Regions from separate parts of the Rattus norvegicus genome. Here region 1 is linked to region 2. A link is a contact called in public Hi-C data. All regions are on one chromosome and are shown on one strand. The core of a region is the stretch at or near the end of the contact, and the rest is flanking DNA. Distances in the headings are between cores, read along the strand shown. Region 1 has its middle 650 kb from the start of Fam181b. Region 2 has its middle 530 kb from the start of Fam181b.

What was found. Hi-C and Micro-C count contacts between places; a contact is called where the count stands out from the background.
Region 1: a contact with region 2 is called in a Hi-C map of liver, with 4 times the contacts expected there. The contact joins two enhancer-like sites. A contact is called at or near these places in 3 of 12 Hi-C or Micro-C datasets (kidney and liver).

What each region holds. Positions count from the first base shown.
Region 1 is chr1:157,228,589-157,235,127 of GRCr8, forward strand. No RefSeq gene overlaps it. Among named protein-coding and RNA genes, the nearest start is that of Fam181b, 650 kb to the left of the region's middle. Within about 2 kb of position 4,258, at least 2 of the 93 cell types and tissues checked have an H3K27ac peak or open chromatin away from gene starts, as enhancers often do. A contact at or near this core is called in liver, where this site is marked.
Region 2 is chr1:157,102,543-157,109,653 of GRCr8, forward strand. No RefSeq gene overlaps it. Among named protein-coding and RNA genes, the nearest start is that of Fam181b, 530 kb to the left of the region's middle. Within about 2 kb of position 1,634, at least 1 of the 93 cell types and tissues checked has an H3K27ac peak or open chromatin away from gene starts, as enhancers often do. A contact at or near this core is called in liver, where this site is marked.

The DNA.
Region 1 (6,539 bases), core at 3,008-5,507, 130 kb after region 2:
TCAATTTTTGTCCCTCTTTATTGCTGCCCCTCTTATAGGCAGGGATAATGTGGGGTGAAGGTTTTGTGTCTGGGTTGGTATTCTCATCCCTCCATTGGAAGTCTTGCCTGGTTACAGGAGGTGACCATTTAATGTTTCATAATGCTAGGAATCTAAGGGCGGATCACCCTCATTTATCCTTGGAGTTGCCTTTGTCCTAAGGTAGCTCAGTTGGTTAGCATGTGGTGCTTATGTACAAATCTTACATTTGCCTGGGTGATAACATGTTTAGCCTCAAAATCTATGGGTAAATGTGAGAGTATTTCCATATATATATATACATATATATATATATACATATATATATATTCTAGGCTGAAAACTTAGTATCACCATTTTTCTAAAAGTATATAACAGTCTAATTTTCAATATCATATTTATCTTTTTTCTGATATTCATTAATGTTTAAAGAAGTAATTATACTCATACAAGAATAAATAATGGACAACACAGTATTGTTCACCACCAGATCATATAAATATAAATGTCTGATGATGTCATTATGCAGGTGAAGGCAGGTACAAGGTAGAATAAGGCCTGTCATTGGATGAGAAGGAAGGATGGGTGGGAGAAAATTTTTAGAGAGAGGAGGAGACTTGAGAAGGCAGAAAAGTAGTGAAGAGTAGTGGTGCTAAGATTCCTCTCTGCACATGTACAGGTTGTTATGAATGTTCATAAGGAATGGCTACGTACAGGGCTTTGTATGTTTAGGTGGGCAATTATATCTTATCAATTGGAGCAGAGGTTATTGTTATGTGTTCTTTCATGTGGCAACTTCAGTTTAAGGGAATATGTGGTAGCTGGATACACTAATCCACCATGGAATTGGGATGTATATTTCTGGCATGGTGGCAGCCTGGTTTGGGAACTAGATGGGTAGAGAGATTGCTGCCTGGCTCAGAGAGAAGCCATAAGCTTTGAGATATGGAATGGAGCAGAGCATATGAGATGTTCTGCTGACTGAAATGAAGATATTTACCAGGTATCTTGGAGCGGTATGGTGCTGGAACTAGTGTGGGGGTAAAAGACAGCAGCACTTTTTATAATTTTGCAGCAATATATATATATATATATATATATGTGTGTGTGTGTGTGTGTGTGTGTGTGTATGTGTGTGTGTGTATGTGTGTATATGTGTGTGTGTGTGTGTGTGTGTGTGTGTGTGTATGTATCTGTTCTTTAGGTTCAGAGGAGTTTTATTTCACTTTTTCATAAGTGGTTCCTATTGATTATATTTGTTTCTTCTTTACAATAAACAGTGAGTCTTATCTAAATTTTATTTTCAATATTTGTTATTCTATTATTTTCAGTTTTGATTTTTAACACAAATCTTAACTTTGACCTTCCTATTTTATAACTTTTAGAAAATATTTTATTTTAACCCATTACTTTTAAGCAAAATACATTTATCTCTTATTCATTTGCCATTTAAAGTAATTTTTCTCCTGAATCACTTATTTGCTTGTTAATTTCTATTTTTTTCCCACTGGTTGCAAAATAAGTATTTTTAACCGTTCCCCTTATTTGCCTTATTTCAACACTAATTTCTCAGTTTTAAACAGGAAGAAATCTATAAATAAAGAAATGCTCTCCCTGCCCCACATGTGGCCCATGCATATACAGCCACCAAACTAGATAAGATGGATGAAGCAAAGAAGTGCAGGCCGACAGTAACCGGATGTAGATCTCTCACGAGAGACACAGCCAGAATACAACAAATACATAGGCAAATGCCATCATCAAACCACTGAACTGAGAATGGGACCCCCGTTGAAGGATTCTGAGAAAGGACTGAAAGAGCCTGAAGGGGCTTGAGACCCCATATGAACAACAATGCCAAGCAACCAGAGCTTCCAGGGACTAAGCCACTACCCAAAGACTATATATACATGGACTGACCCTGGACTCTGACCTCATAGATAGCAATGAATATCCTAGTAAGAGCACCAGTGGAAGGGGAAGCCATTGGTCCTGTTAAGACTGAACCCCCAGTGAACGTGATTGTTGAGGGGAGGGCAGTAATGGGGGGAGGATGGGGAGGGGAACACCCATCTAGAAGGGGAGGGAGAGGGGCTAGGGGGATGTTGGCCCGGAAACTGGGAAGGGGAATAACAATCGAAATATAAATAAGAAATACCCAAGTTAATAAAGATGAAAAAAAAAAGAGATGCTATTATATATCTAAATATGACACATTAAGAACGAAGTTGTTTGCCTTTGTTTTTATCCTTATGTTGATTAAATTCTCATTCTTAGCTATATAGACAAGGAATTGGCTCTATCACAGAACATTCTGTCATAATTTAATGCTATTTTCACGAAGACGTTTTCGTTGGTTAGGCAGCGTAAGATGAAATGAACCATTTTTATAGAACCTCTATATTCATTTTGGACTTATATACTCATAGATTATGATTATTTCATAATCAGTTATTCCATTGAGTAGTATATTTGGAATAACAATTCTTTTATGGCTAGAATAAGTGATAAAGATGATAAGCTTTGAGTGCTATTCTTTTTTTTTTTTTTTTGGTTCTTTTTTTCGGAGCTGGGGACCGAACCCAGGGCCTTGCGCTTCCTAGGCAAGCACTCTACCACTGAGCTAAATCCCCAGCCCCGAGTGCTATTCTTATTAGTGTCTAAATCAAAATATTTTTCTGTATCTATTACTAAATAATTAGATTTTGCTTTAAAGATAATGTCAGCAACATAGATAAGACTTATCTAAAATTGCTTTTCCCATGTACACATGTTAATTTTATAAATCCTTTGCCCTTTGTGCATTAGCCCCACATGAAGAGGACAAATGGATCTTGGATATAATTAGTGCCCCATGAGGTATAGTGTCCATTGTCCATGAGGTGTACTGTCAGAGAGATGCTTGGTCTTATTCATGGATACCAAGGGACAGGGCAGGCATTTCAGAAAGGGAAGTAAAGCAAGCAGATAAACAAAACCAAACTTGTATGGAGCTCCGTTACTTTGTATACTGATCTAAAAGCACTAAAACAAATTTTACTATAGCCTATCATTTTATTTTTTAAATTACCTTGTGTAAAAGAATACTAAAGATTTTCCCAAGTATTTCCAAACCTAGATATCAATGAACTCTAATAACACTTTAAGTTTTGGAGTGAAATAATTTTATTAGCTCTTTGAGGATTTCAGATATAATTTTATCACTTCCTAAACTCCACCCAGAACTGTCCCCATTTTCCAATTCACTCAAATGTGCTCTTTTATTTTTAAAACACATTAAGTAGAATTATAATGGCAGTATACTTTTTAAGTGTCCTATTCACTGGTACATGGTTAACACACCCACAACCACATCCTTAATAAACACAATCTCCCTTTGTCAACAGTTATCAACTGCCAATATCTTCTCTGTTAGTGGTGGGCCTTCATGCCTATTTATTTTCACCTAGAATCGTGTTGGTTCGAGGTTTTACAGGTCTTGTGTAAGCTGCCTCAGTTGTTGGAAATATCTATGCTCAACCGCTCTGCTATGTTGAGAAAACTTTTTTTTTTGATAGTCATTCACGACTTCTGTCTCTTACGATCGTTACACTCCATTGGTTCATGATGCAGGTGTCTCAGGCAGGGCTGAGCTGAGCTGAGCATGCTGACTCTCTTACTCTGCACTCTCACCAGTTGTTTACCGGGAAAAGTCAATAAATAATTGCAAAAACATAAAACCTCCACCTTTGCTAGTTAAAGTTTAAAAAAAAAACCAAACTTTTGAGAAAGGTTGCTCAGCCTGCCTGATTAAGATAAAAGGAATTCTGTGAGAGACAGAAAGCAGACTCAACAAATGTCGAAGTCCAACATACCAATGTAGAATTGAGGTTCATAGTACTTCTGATATTTATTAGTTTTATAATCGTGGTCAAACTTTGTAACAGCTATGAGTGAATAATTCAGACTAATTGAGCAGAAGGCAAATAGTAAGAAATTAAATAAGACAATCTTGGAAAAAATGATTGAAGAAAAATTAAATCAGATTTAGGTCAATGTTTGGAAGCAATATCCTGTCTAGTTATTGTCACATAACACATTCTTTGGGTATCTCTATTCTTGCTTGTTCACATGTGGTACAGGTGTGTGTGTGTGTGTGTGTGTGTGTGTGTGTGTGTCTGTGTCTGTGTGTCTGTCTGTGTGTCTGTCTGTCTGTCTGTCTTGGACACTCTCTCTCTCATTTTGTTGACCTCTCCCTGACCTCCATGCTCACTGAGTTGGCTAGACTAGCACTACAGTGAGCTCCTCACAGCACTAGAACTATAGATACCACGATTCCCCACTTTTTATGTTGCTGTTGATATTCCAACTCAGGTCTCCATGATTTGTGGCAAGCATTTTATTGAACAAACAACATTTACATCTACAGGCTCTATTTCATTAAAGGAAATTTTATTTTCTTGAGTAGTGTGAAAATAATCTTTCTCCATGACTTCCAGGAAGCATATTGCAGTATTTTAGGACATCTTAATTTGAGTCATATCTTTTACCTTAACAGCTATGATACCTTTGTTAAGATACTCCACTTTTCCTTGTCTCAGATTTTCACTGACCCAGATACCATTAAATCCTGGTATTGTTGCAAATATTTGTATTATTCACTTGTCCTCCAGAACAGCATAATGTGAGTCTACAAGGTGAAGGCCAGCCTAGATAATATAGAAAAGCTATGTTTCAAAATAAAAGCAAGCAAACAAACAAACATGAAAGACATTGCATACTAGGCTATAAAATGTGTCACTGGTGTGACTAGATCTTCTTTCCGCCCAAGTTATACTTCCATAAACATTCAGGTTTCAAGGCTCCCGTAAAAACTGTTACAAACATCTCCTTTGGTGCAGAGCATGTTGAGCATTGTGTCTGGTCTTTCACTTATAAGTTTTGACATTGAGCATACCACTTAACCTAAGACTTAGTCTCCTTGTCTCCGAACATGGTCTTAATGATGCCATCTCCTCTATGGATTACTTTTCAACGGAGTCAATGGGGTGTGAGCAGTGCTGACTCCATGAAACTTGTAAAAGCAATGTGAATAATAGACACATCAAGCATGAGAATGAGAGAAGAAAATACAGTGAATTGTTATTCCTACTTTATGGTTTTCATAGTAAAGTTATATATTAGATCTAACTTTTTCCCATCATTTTCTAGCTGAGGCGCAGTGAAGTGCAACAACTGTCTTAAAAATAAAAGAAAGCCTAGATTATAACAGAAATGGAGTCCCCGACTCCCTCTTTATCACTTAAGTAATACTGTTATTTTTTTTCAGATCCATTAAAATGGAATGCGATGTAGTGTTGTGAACTAAAATAAGAATATTTTGCAAAGCCCCTTAAGTAGCAAAAGACTAGGGGAGTATTATCCTAGACCAAATTTTTACAGTACTTTGAAATAAAATTCATCTTTGGTGGAAATAAGGTTACAGGTTACACTGAAGTTTATCCTTTTATGTTCTTAACACCAACGAAAAGTTCATCTATCTTTGTTTACTATGATTCCCTATTGTGGCAGTGAAGACACAGACTCAGAAAGGTTCAATATTTTCACCTTAGTCACACAGCTAGGAACCAGGCCAGATTCACTGGACTCCTTATCCAGAATGTTCTCCCTGTCAAATACCAGTGCAAGTATGAAAAAACAACCTAGCCAATTTTCTCCAATACTTGGACTAGTTAAAAATCACTCGCCAGGTGCTGCTTCTCTCCCCACCCCAAATAATACTGAGGGATATAATTGTTTAAAACTCTTGTCATTTAACATTTCAAATACACTAACAGATGGCTTCTCCCATCTCCAGGCAGATGATGGTTCAGAAATAAGTGGTGGTGTGAGATTTCTTGGGAACACTTGGGGACAGGAAAGACAGCTGTCACTGAATATCTTAATTACAGCATTTACAAAGCTCTAATTAATGTAATGGTACTTTTATGATTATATTAATGTTATGACCATCGGGGCATTTGTTGCTGAACTCGTTTGGCAAGATAATTTGGAAGTCATTCTGGATTTTAAGGCTAACAACTGTTATGTAAGCTTGAAGATTTCTGGTCTTACCCTTGAAATAAAAAATAAAAAATAAATCTCGTGTCTAATATTGCAGCTATGTATCTGTAAAGGTTCCTGGTCACTTAACGTAAGAATGCAAGGGTAAAGAATCTTTTATTAGACAACGAATTAACAGGCATAATAGAATGTACTGAAGAAAAATCAAAGTATTACAGCTTAGAAGCTCATGCAGTTGTTTCCAGAAATTGACTCTGTGACACTAAAAAAATAATTTTGTCTTTTCTGAACATTATTCTATTTTAATTAAATGGAGAGTACATTGATATCTATCTTTCTTAGTCATTACAAGAGCAATAAGATTCCAACCAAATAATTCTGAGGTTATCTTTTGTATTAGTTTATATGAGCCAGGACTCATGTACCACAGGCTGGCCTGGACTTACTTGGAAACCAACAATGCTGTTGTACTTCTTATG
Region 2 (7,111 bases), core at 384-2,883:
TTAGACATGGTAAGGAGGAAGTGAAAAAGAAGTCTGTGGATAGAGGCAACTTAGACAATAGTGGTTTTTGTCTTCTTACAGTTAGAACTACTCTTCATCAATTTCAAAGTGCATACTAGCATGAGACAATAAAAAGCACACTCCTCTGCTCTAGGAAGATATAACAACTTTGGTCTTAGTCATTATGTTGACAAAAGGAAGAGTAATAAGATAAAAGTAGTTTATTAGCATATGAAATCCATACAGTTGGTGAAAAGTTTGGGCCATGGGTGATTGGTCATGGCTTGCTGTGCAAACATGAGGACCTGAGCACCTAGAATGTTTATGCTCCAAATTGGGTATGGTGACAGTAGTCTGTAATCCAGACTGAATGGCTGCAGGGACAATCCTGGCTTACAGTTCAGCTGATTTGGTGTTTTTTGGATTCAATGAGAAACTCCATTTAAAAGAAAAGTCAGATAATGTGAAGAGGAATGAAGGAAGGTATTAAATGTCAAGCTTGTCCCTTGCAAGGACAAGCGTAAGGACATGCATATATACTATTATATGCATGCAGTCAATGGAGATATGTGAGGTTCTTAGACTTTTGTATATTGGTTAAGTTCATACAATAAGCCTGAACTTGCCCATGATGTTCCAGTACTGTGTAACTCAGCAACTAAAAAGTCTATTATGGAGTTGGTATAAAAGATAGGTACAAAATCAATTATAAAGCAAATTGAAAAGAGACTAGTATCGCACAGAAGCAAAGTAAATTAAAGAGAATTTGCATATTGATGAAATTAAGGGAAAGGCATGGGTGATCAGAGACATTCTTTAAGGAACAAAGGTATAAGGAAAGAACATTTAGGCTCTCTCACATAAGACATGGAACTATTGGATTTAGAGTTTGACCTTTATTTGGTCTTGCCTTGGTTTAGTATTTCCTCACTGTGCACCCTATTTTGGAATATTGCTCTATATTTTGTGCAATTGTATGTTAGAAGTGCATAATTTGCTTTGTAATTTTATGGGGAGTTGCAATTAAGACATCTTCAGTCTCTGAAGAGACTTTGGACTTTAAAAATGTTTAGACTGAGAACGACTATGGAGACTTTGGAAGTTGAACCAAATACGCTTTACACTATGCATGAAGCTATGTGGGCCAGGAAGTGGAATGTTATAGATTAAATGAGAATGGCCTTCATAAGCTCATATAGTTTAATAATTGGTCCCCAGTTAGTGGAACGGTTTGCGAAGGATTAGGAGGTGTGGCCTTCATAAAGTGTTTCACTTGGGTCAGGCTTGGAGGTATCAATTTTTTTTTATGATCTCCAGTGTATTCTCTGCTTCTTGCCTATGGTTTGAGATGTGAGCATTCCTGCCATCATAATTTTCTCACCATTATGGACTTTAATGCCATGATACTATATGCCCAATTAAATTATATATATATATATATATATATATATATATATATATATATATATATATATGAACAATGGTATGGTGGGTAGAATAGCAGGCCTCTAAAGATCGGGGAACAGTCCCTGACCTTTAGAACTTGTCAAAAATTTAGTTTGAGGAAGCTACAGTGGCTCTCCCCTGTGATATCAACACTAGAAAGATGAAGCAGAAGGATCATCTCATGTTAGAACCCAGCCTGAGATTCAGAGTGGAACACTGTCTAAACCAAAAGTAAATACAAAGCTGTAAAAAATAGGCTGGATGCCAGAAAACTTCCAAACAGGGAAATATTGCAAGCTAAAAGGTCACAAAATAGTTTTTTCTGGATTGCAGAATGGAACTAGTATATTCTCAGGTGCCTAAGATGTTGTAAATTTTAAAAAGCAGACAGTATGGTATCTCGCTCGGTCATAGCACATACCATGCATTTCAGTTATTTGATATGTTAGTAATAAATAACTTTTTAGTCTACAAGGGTTCAATATCTACAATGAACAATATCAAATTAGAGAAATTAAGTATATTACAGAAATACCTAATTTTACAGTTCATACCAGCTGAAGCCTTAGATGCCAGGTTCTATTTCTCTACAGATGTGGGAATTTCAAAGCCTTATCCTCAAAAAATAGCTTTTAAAGCACTCTGAGGAGGAAGCTGACTCAGCAACTCCAAGCAAGGCGGATGAAATCATGGCTTGTCTCTTTGTTATCTATCATATGAGCCAGTGCATTAGGAATGGGAAAGGAACGATTCATTTTTCACTGTTCTTTCATGGACTCTGCGTAGGCTAGATTCTCTAATGCTTTATTTCAGGCCATTTCCAGTTATTCTGTAAGATCAATATTTCAAAGTAACAATAGATTGTGGATGTATACAAAGGTTTGAGTCTGTGTCTGTGTGTGATATTTTTCTCCATTTCTAACCTTTTTATTGCTGCCATAGCAATAAAAAATCAGGACAGGACAGGTCTACAGAGCTCTGAAAATGACAAGTGATCAATAAGAAACAAAGTCCTATTAATTCATAAGGGCTAAAACAAAAGGTGGAGGGATGAAGAAAAAGATAGTGGAAAATAAGTAGAGAAAAATAATATCCTAGTGGTTGACTCTAAGGGTGCTTAGGATTTAGTAAAAGTCTTTAGAGCTTGCTGACCTTTTTAAAATAGTAAAATTATGCACCAGAAAATACAAATAGATAATCTAGGCAAGACTAGTCACTATGTTCTAAGATACAATTCTATAAGACAATATCTTTTGACTAAATTCTCTTTCTGTCTACCTTTCAGATGAGAGGTGTAAAAAGCCTACTGCTGTCAAAGGAGTGGGGAAGTCACCATGACAACTTGAATCCAGTGAATTTGTTAGGTCCCTCAAAAAAAAAGACAAATAAGAGAAGAAGGAAATTTGAAAAGCAGCTCATTTTGAAGCAATCAGATATAGAATTGTGAAGAAGCATTTGGAATGTTGGCATTATCAGGCATGAAGGTTCACTCCCCTTTTGGCCTCCAGGAAACTTTCTGCAGAGGTAAACACACAAGGCATGATCCTTTGCACTTGACTCCACTCTGCAGTTCATACATATCTGCTGGTTTATATGATACTCATTCTCACTATTCAGGGGATTATGTTCTTGCACAGGGTGCCTTTGCATTTTTCTGGTATTTGACATGTACCTACTGGTGCATTTCTGGGTCCTGCAGCTCATGCAGCCTTTTATGCTTCCTGTAAAGTAATAGAATGCCCTTCAACTTAGACTGCCAAGTTGGCCAAGGTTACTGTGTCAGATACAGGTTTATTGCTTACTCTGGCATCTTACATATTCTAGAGACATCATTATATGGTATAGCTTTTATCTATGTTATAAACCTTATTGAGATAAATCTGATTAAAATTTTAAAGTTCAGATTAACATGTTTAGAAAGAGGTAACAAAGAGTAGTCTTACACGTCATAAAACTCTGAAGCTTATCTTGTTACTCTCTGGGTTCTAGAGCCAATTCATGCTCAGGAAAGTTGGTAGAGGTAGCTAAGGTATCCTTTCCCAGGACATCCTTAAAGCTCTGTGATCTAGCCACTGAAATGTGACAAAATAAATACTTGGTTTGGTTTGTAGTTTGGTTTGTAGTATAGTATGATGGAGGGATGGTTTTTGGAAGGTTGTGTGAAAAAATATCAGAAAATGGTGTTTCTAAAGGATGTAAGAGATATTGGAGGCAGGAAATCATAAGAAATAACTTAGCCATCTGCCAATCCACTTCAAGTGCGTTAAGCACAAATCCTTTCCTAGCAACAGATCTAACATTTTGTTGACAGTCTGGGACTTCCCCCTGCATCAGGGTACATGCCTACTTGTTTTAAAGTTGGAAAAGTTTCTCTTTTCCTTTACAGCCATCATAGATTCTACTTAACCATAGACTTGTATGTCTTTGTGGGGTGGCATTTATTTTGAATTGTTTTGGGGTGATTGTTCCATAAGTCAAGCTGTGTTCTCTAAATGAACTTTTAGGAAGAATCCACATTAAACATCTTATGACTATAGATAACTTGATGTGAATATGACTCAAATTATATAAATTATAGACAGGGTCATACACAGTGACTGAATTCTTTTATAATCCAAAACTGTCAGTCTAACTAAAGGACCACCCAAATGATTCTACTAATAATCTGGCTCCTCCTTTTGAAGCCCATCAAAGCAACCCAAAACAATAACTTGGGTCTTACATATTCTTACTCATGTGGCCTGCTTTCACTCTTGATAGCATATTTGTTTCTGATCAGTACTATCACTTTGCTTAAAGTAAAGGACCCTTGCTACTTTGCAATCTGAGTGTGCCTTCATTTCATTCTGGAATAAGATGCACAGAACCTAGCAACAGCTTGCCTAGGCACTGTCCACTGCTCATGCTCATCAGATAGACACCACTCAGGGAAAACTGAAACAGAGAACTAGAGTTGGATGGTAGGGAACAATATTGGGAAATTATTAGAAAATGATACCAGAAAACTATAAGACCAAAGGATTTTATATGCCGTGTTAAGAATTATAATTTCACCAATCAAAAGTAATAGAAAACTATTGCTATCAGGTCTCACAGAAACCACCCTACTCTAAAGAAAGAATGTCAAGTATCTATACAACCAGGTGTGGTATGTTATATGTCCTCAGAATATGCTGAGAAAGCACAAGGAAAGGACTGGTGCAACATTTTTGTGGTTGGGGTGGGCAGTGGATTGTTGCTGAGAAGGATAAATGTCACAAGATACTTTTCTTCAAAAAATAAAAGAATGGCAAAGAAAAGAGAGAAGGACTGTGGTGTTGTAGAGGATGGGTTCAAAATGCCTGAAGGCAGGAGGTTATGACCCAGCAAGGAAATAGTGTATTTTTGTTGTTGCTGATTTTTGGGTGGAAATAAACATCTATGTTTGGCATGGTGCAGGATTTAAAGAGCTTACAATTATAAATAGCCTCTGTCTTAAGCTAAGGGACTTATGGGCAGTTGTATAAGCTATTAAGTAAACTGGAAAGTCGGAGGCAAAATATTTAAAATTGGGTTCTGGAGCATCTAGTTTGACAGCAATTTTGTACTGGATAGAAAGAAGTATCATCTACATTTAATAGACAGGCAGAGCTAGACAACTTGCCTGATGAACCTGAAAATATGCAATGAGGGTCAGAACTGAAGACTTGATGATTTATTGGGAAAGGGACTTTTTTGGCATGTATAGAGTGATCCAAAAGTGACATTCATGATGTTGACTGAAAAGAATTAGTAATATAAATCATTGAGATATAAAACTCTAAGCCAAAATTTGACATGGGTAAAGTTTACATAAATACTAAGCATGAGTGGCTTCCAATGTTTATGGAACATTCTGTTTAGAGACTTTTCATGGCCTTTGAAATTGAGAGCTCAGTTAACATGCAGTCCATACTCATATATGTAAATTGCCGTTAGTATACCCATTCCTCTGCACCGATCCTATATGGCTGCTTTTTATATTTTTAAAAAGGACTTCTTTTTTGTCAATTTCTTTTTATTCTTCTCTCATATGTTGTATCCTAGCTGCAGCTTCCCCCTCCCTCTCCTTCAACAAGTCCTTCCCCTTTCATCTCCCTTCTCCCTCAGATTGACTTTTCCTCTATTTCCCCTTCAGGAAAGACCAGGACTTCCTGGGATATCACTCAAATACGGCATTAACAAGTTATAATAAAACTAAGCACAAACCTTCATATCAAGACTGAATGAGGAAACCCATCAGTTACCAAAACCTCTGAAAAGCAGGCAAAAGAGTCAGAGATAACCTCAATCCACTAAAAGATACTTAATGACATATTCTACATTTAACATGTTGCTTGGGTTTCATAAGCCAAACATGTATTTCAAGGAAATTCAACACCATTTATTTATTGTGCTTTTGTTTCATGGGTAGGAGTGTTTTGCCTATTTGTATGTCTGTGTAGCAAGTGTATGCCTTGTGTAATGTGAAGGCTAGAAGGGTGTCAAATCCCGTTGAACTGGAGGTACAAATGGTTATAGGAACAATTATGTAGGTGCTAAGGCTTAACCTTGGTTTTGCCAAAATGAGTCATCTTTCCAATTCCCAAAACTAAACATTTTACATTTATCAGTACTTGTAGTAATAAGGAAAGATACAGAATGCACATATCCTTTTTGCTACCTACAGAGCAACCAGATGCTTAGAGCTAATTTTGCAGTTTATACTCTCCATTTTTTCTTCTAGTACTGCTGCATCCTATCTCTTTGACAAAAATTCTGATGATAGCCAGGGATACATTGAGATCTCCAAGCAGATTGCTGCTATCACACGAAACTGTTCTCAGTTCTGCAAGATGCAAAAACAGCTTCCTCGACCACTGAAGATGTGTTAGATAAGAAGTCTCTCTTCCTCAGAATGTATGTAGCAAGATGAATAAATGGAAACAGAGTGGGAATTGTATATCACACAAAAGCCGTTTACATATATTCTTCAACACTATTCTTGGCACAGCTTTAAAATACACATTATTGTGACTTAAATTTTTTTCAACTATTCTGTAAGATAAGCAGCTATGCAAGGGATTGGGATACAAGCACAAGTGATGTCTGTTTTTCAACAGTTAAAAGGCTATAAGGAATGACAATTCTGAATATTTGGATACTTACACAATTACATTATGATACAACAACGATGACTGGAGGAAGTGAAGTTCTGGGTGGTAAGAGACTGTAGAAGAATGAGTGCCAGAATCATCTAGATTTTTTCAAAGTGTGGAATAGAGCAAGCTTACATAGTCAACCTTGCTTAAACCTAGATAGAACTGGTTTTAAAACTGACTTGAAACATTTCAAAGAAAATAAGATCAAGGAGAGAAAATAAACCCCAAGTCAGAGTTGTGCAAATCCCTGTTAGCATTTGTGCTGTCTCCAAATGAGAAAGCATAATGAGAACAATTGTACTAGAATTAATGCACACATTTTAAATGTTTGCAGTCTCAGGTACAAAACAAATAGAACTCTAGCGGTCGCTGATGAGAAGAAATGAGACTTGGCTTCTGCAAAGTTTCTCTTTGCTCAGAATGAGTTGTTATAAAGAATTATGTAAGAGTGGTTAGACACAGGAAACTCTCCTTTTGACAGTCCTCCAACATTTTAACCACACATC